Regions from separate parts of the Danio rerio genome. Here region 2 is linked to region 1. Evidence: chromatin contacts called from public Micro-C data. All regions are on one chromosome and are shown on one strand. Each heading gives the region's core, a stretch centred on a gene start, on an enhancer-like site or on the middle of the called end of the contact. The rest is flanking DNA. Distances are from core to core; before and after follow the strand shown.

Region 1 (2,823 bases), core at 106-2,605:
TGATTGCACTTTTATTAGCAATACAATGGGTAGATGAGATAAGACCTTTGAAATCAGTCATCTGTTCAGACTCAAGTTCTTCACTGGCAAGTTTACGATATAGTAATTTAGAAAGTAGACCAGACATTTTATTATAAATAATGCAAACATTGTATAGAACTCAAATGATGGGAATAACTGTAATATTTTTATGCATATTGGTGTTCAAGGAAATTGCAGATAAGGAAGCAAAACAAGCTGTTAAAAATAATGAAGTCAGTCTGTAAGTATAGTGCTACCCTACAAAGGTTTTTTTTTTAACAAAAGTTTATTTCTGAAGATTTTGATGTAAATTTCTCCTGTGATCACCAAACTGAAGATCTGTCTCATCTGTTTTGGAATGAATATTTTGGAAAAATGTATTAGGTATATTTAGTGGCATAATTCCTGATGTTATGTTAAAATATGAAAATGTTATTTTAGGATATAATCATCAAAATGAACATCCAGATGCTTTTTTATTTAATCTTATTATATTTTTGGCCAAATATTTTATACACAAGTGTAAATTTTGTAAGCATAAACCTTTCTTTCAGATTTTTCTTGAAGATCTAAATATTTATATGTCTTTGATTCCCGAATGTACGAACAAAAAAGCTGTAAAAACTGTAAATCTGTTTAAAAGATACATTTCTGTTTTGATCCCTGGCATGTAACGTAATGTAAATGTTTCAGTTTGTTAATAAAAAAGAGTGAAGTCAAGAGTATTATTAAGAAAAGAATGAAGGAAAGGTGGCAAAAACAATGGGATGATGAAAAAAGGGCCGGTGGTTTTACAAAATTCAAAAGAAAGTAGGAGAAATGAGAAGTGTAGGAAAAAACAGGAGAGAGGAGATAATAATATCTAGGATGAGATTTGGACACACAAAATTAAATAGTACACTTTTTAAAATGGGTAAACATGGTACAGGACAATGTGAGTTCTGTGGGCAAGAAGAGACGGTAGAACATGTTATACAGTACACTGCATGAAGTATGAAGACGAAAGGAGAGAACTTGGTAAGAATTTAGAAGAGATAAGAGTTGAATTCAAATTAGATGACGTTCTACAAAATAACTCAGGAAATACATGTTTTACCTGTTTATTGCAATAGCTAAAAAAATCTCATTTATGGGAGAGGATTTAATCAAAGAAAGCGGTAGGTGAGGGTTAAGTCATAGTGATCCACACTCCATACCAGTTGGTGGCGGAAATACACCATTTTGTTGTTTGTCAATCGCCATTGAATTGAAGAAGAAGAAGGCACGACTCGGAAGTGCATTGAGCGGAAGTGGTTTTTTTCTCGCTCCTCGTGTCGCTCTTCCTTTCCGCCTGCTCGAGTGCGCCATTCACACACACGCTGCGAAGGTAACGCTAGAAAACATGTTTTAAAGCTTTTATTTCCCTGTTTCCCTCACCAAAGTATATAAAAACGGCTGTTAACAACCTTATCTGCGTGTTTTAACCTAAAAATTGTAGATATGTGTGGTCAAAATGATGAGTTTGAGCGTCTTTATGAGCCGTCCATGAGCCGCTGTCTTTCCCGAAGAAGACCAAGAGCGAACCCGCATGCCTGAGTGCTGAGATAGCTTGTTTGTTTTGTATTATTTAAAGGAATTAGTTGAGTTATATGCATATTTTTGGTCTTCCGCTTGAGTTTAAATGCACAAAATAAATAATTTGTTGGCATTTAGTAATGTCATATAGACGTCAGATTGTAATGTATTTTAATCTCCCTCCATGTAACTTATGCTTCGTTTATAATAGACTTTTGAGTTTTGCTTAACTTTTAGGTTACCGCTAATATAAAAAGCAATTAGACAGTCTTGATCTTTTGTTGTTGCACTGATATATTTTTTGGGAATAGCCAAAATCCATTGTATGGGTCTAAATATATTCGATTATTTGATGCATAAAAAGTATTATAATTTAAAGTAGTGGCATCAAGTTCTTTCCCTAAATTGATCTAAACTGAATAATGACTAACGTAAGTAATGTATATTGCTAAGAATAGGATTTTGACAACTTTAAAGGTGCTTTTTCTCAATAATTTTTTAACCCTCAGATTCAAAATTTTCAAGTTGTCGTAAACGCTCTCCTATTTTAACAAACTACATGAATGGAAAGCATTTTTCTAAATATGAATCTGCATTTCCAAATATGAACTTTTTTACTTTTGTGATCTATTTGCTCTATCTAGCTAATGACTATAAAAGTATTGTTTACAGTCTATCCAATAATGCTAATGTTGTTTTGAAGTCAAACTCTCAGTACATGCGATTTCAGACTGAATATTCAATTTAGCATGCTAAGCATTATAGGGGCCGCTTCACAAGTTGTCACTAAACAAATGAGCGAATATAAACCCAACTGTACCTCAATTTGATCAGTGACAACTTGTGACATGCTCCATATATTGTATAGTGAAATCATATTAGCAGCCAATGACTGAGTACAACATTGATCACAGTCTGTTAAATAATTCTAATGTTGTTTTGAAGTCATACATGCATGTGTTTTCAGACTGAATATTCAAAGTAGTGTGGTTATCAATTAATAGAGGAAAGTTGGTTTTATATTGAGACATTCGTTCAGTGATGACTTGTGGCATGATCACTATATTGTTTATCATGGCACTTTGAAGATTTGGTCTGAAATCACATGTGACTATGACTTCAAAACAACATTAGCACTGTTTATTTGACTGTGAGCTATGTTGTACTTTAATAGTCATTGGCTGCCAATATTATTTCTCTATGTAGAATTAGCAAAAGATACTTAACTGAAATTATATTATTGAGAAA
Region 2 (2,700 bases), core at 87-2,586, 160 kb before region 1:
TAAAGTATTATCCCTGTGCTTTTGTGATAATCTGTAACAAATATAAACTATATTGTGTGATAAAACACTAAAACTGAAGCCGTTTTTATAACTATACTACATGTGTACTAGAAAAGACATGGATTTAGAAATAAGATGGCGTAAGTTTTTGAATTAAGATACTTTAGGACACATGTGTCAAAGCCAGTTCCTGGAGGGCCGCAGCTCTGCACAGTTTACTTCCAACCCTGCTCCAACACACTTACCTGTAGATTTCAAACAAGCCTGAAGGACTCAATTACTTTTATCAGGTGTGATTAATTAGGGCTGAAACTAAACTGTGTAGAGCTGCGGCTCTCCAGGAACTGAGTTTCACACCTGTGCTTTAGGAGGTGTTTAAATTGACAGAAAATCCAGCAACACTACAGGGGTTCCCAAACTTGGTTCTGGAGGGCTGGTGTCCTGCATATTTTAGTTCCAACCCCAATTATACCAGCTAATCAAGCTCTTTCTAAGTCAGGGGTGTCCAAACTCGGTCCTGGAGGGCCAGTGTCTTGGAGAGTTTAGCTCCAACCCTAATCAAACACACCTGAACCAGCTAATCAAGCTCTTACTAGATGTACTAGAAACTTCGAGGCAGGTGTGCTAAACTCAGTAGGACACCAGCCCTCTAGGACCAAGTTTGGACACCCCTGTTCTAGGTATACTAAAACTTCCAGGCAAGTGTGTTGAAGGAAGTTAGAGCTATACTATGCAGGTCACCAGCCCTCCAGGATTGAGTTTGGACACCCCAGCTCTAATATTACACATCTTCTGATCAGATTAACAAAAATGCATCTTAAAACCAGGTGTAAACAGGGATTATAAGCAGTGTGAGCATATGTAAAGTAAAAACCTTCTCTTTATTCATCTAAAAACATTCGCAGGGTAATACAACATGAGATTAAACAACAGCATTTTGCTTTTGAAGTGAGCTGTCCTTTTAAGGCAAATCAGCTCACTCTTGATGCTGTTAATAGATCTCCATTAACTAGTCATGCCTTTGACCAAAGACTGAACAAAATTAAGATTATGTCCCACATCTGACCACAATAGTGTGATAACTTGTGCTTCTTCAGCTTTAAATATGATTGCTTTAATTCAATCTTGTATTTTGAATTGGTTGTGCATTGAAATCATGGTATGTTTAAACTAACACGACTTAAAAAATGACATCCTCAGAATGAAAACAGAGATATTAATCAGCATTATACCACATCACACATGATTTATCTCACTGCAGACAAATGGCTTGCTGGAAACTTACTGGTTAGGACACTGCTTGGTGTTAGACTGGTTCAACAACATTGCTCTTCTGTGTGTGTAGAGTGTGTGTTTGTGTATGAAAACATAGTTTAATGTGTGCGCGACTGATTGTACACACACTTTCATGCAGCACGTGCACAAAACAGAAATAAGTGTTCTTCATCAGCATGATTTACCTCCATATTTCCTAAAATAATGTGATTAATTTAGTTCATTTTCGCTCGCTCTTCATTTTAGTTCTTCAGGTGGATTGGCAGGAGAATGAGCTCCACACGGTACAGTACGTCCTCGTTGTCCTTGGAGGTTAGTTTAAAAACACAAACCTGTATAGTCAGTAAGGTGTGACCATGCACATTAATACATTCCTTTTCCGAGAGAAGCATTATGACTTTACAAAAGTCCTCATGTAGCGATAGCTTTTATTTTCCTTCACCTCAAAAAGTAGTCCCTGTGTGTGTTTGTATGTGTGAGAGACTGCGGAAGTTGAAATCCTTCATGCTTACAGCGTGTTAGGACTGTATGGAAGCAGCGATTCATAAAACACAAGTGCTTAAAGTGCAAGAGCTCTTCCAAGACCCTGTCGAGTCCTCAAAAAAAAAAAAACACAGGACACTGAATGACAATCGGTCCACCGTACTAATGTACCATCGCTTTCCCTGTTGATTTAGGAGAATGAATGGTGGTGTTGATGCGGTGTCATGTCTTGCTCTTTGTGCCTACAGGTCAGTCCAGCTGGCATTGTACTGGGAGTTTCTGACAGCCACGCGCCCCCTGGAGGCGGCTCTGGTTCCCTGCGCTCCTTCCTGCGCTTGTTGGATGCGCTGGCACTCTTTCAGGTTTTGAGCCCGCACTTCTGCGCTCATGATCCGCTCCACCACGCGGTTCGGGAACCAGCCGCGCTCTCCATCGTGAAGCCTCTCACCCAGTATCCAGCCTGAGGAGGAGAGATGAAGGTGTGTGTTCAGAGACAAAGAAACACAGGTGATAATGATGATGATGATGATGATGATGATGATGTTTTATTTATTGCAACATTTCATTAATAAACATACAATTAAAAACAAATGAATACCTCAATTAAATAAGATTTTTAGCATTAATACATGATGATTCCTGGTGACACTTTGCTAAAAATATCCTTAAGAGAGAAGAAAACACAGGAAGGATGTGCCACAAAAATAGTAAAATGAACAGATGGCAGGAAGCAGCATTGCAAGAGGTAATTTCATGCAACATGCATTTGACCAAAAGAGTCTAGATTGTGTCTGACAACAACAGTGATATAATGTGCCTCTTTTGCTGGATTTTATTTAGATTTGATGCATTTAAAAAAAGCTTTAGACCAGAGTGCTTCTGAGAGCACATTGAATTATTTTTTTATTGATTGTAATTGACACTAAACAACATTGACACTTG

What was found. A called contact is a pair of places that touch in the nucleus more often than the background predicts.
Region 2: a Micro-C map of caudal fin shows a contact between it and region 1, with 6 times the contacts expected there. The contact joins the enhancer-like site here to the promoter of rps5 in region 1. A contact is called at or near these places in 2 of 18 Hi-C or Micro-C datasets (caudal fin and hematopoietic stem cells).

The regions. Positions count from the first base shown.
Region 1 is chr15:42,689,235-42,692,057 of GRCz12tu, reverse strand. It overlaps rps5 (ribosomal protein S5), which reads left to right and starts at 1,355. Exons shown (of 6, transcript NM_173232.1): 1 at 1,355-1,387.
Region 2 is chr15:42,847,692-42,850,391 of GRCz12tu, reverse strand. It overlaps ngef (neuronal guanine nucleotide exchange factor), which reads right to left. Exons shown (of 15, transcript XM_692454.8): 15 at 863-2,218. The coding sequence ends at 2,001. Among named protein-coding and RNA genes, the nearest start is that of trnai-aau, 4.6 kb to the left of the region's middle. Within about 2 kb of position 1,336, at least 7 of the 62 cell types and tissues checked have an H3K27ac peak or open chromatin away from gene starts, as enhancers often do. A contact at or near this core is called in caudal fin, where this site is marked.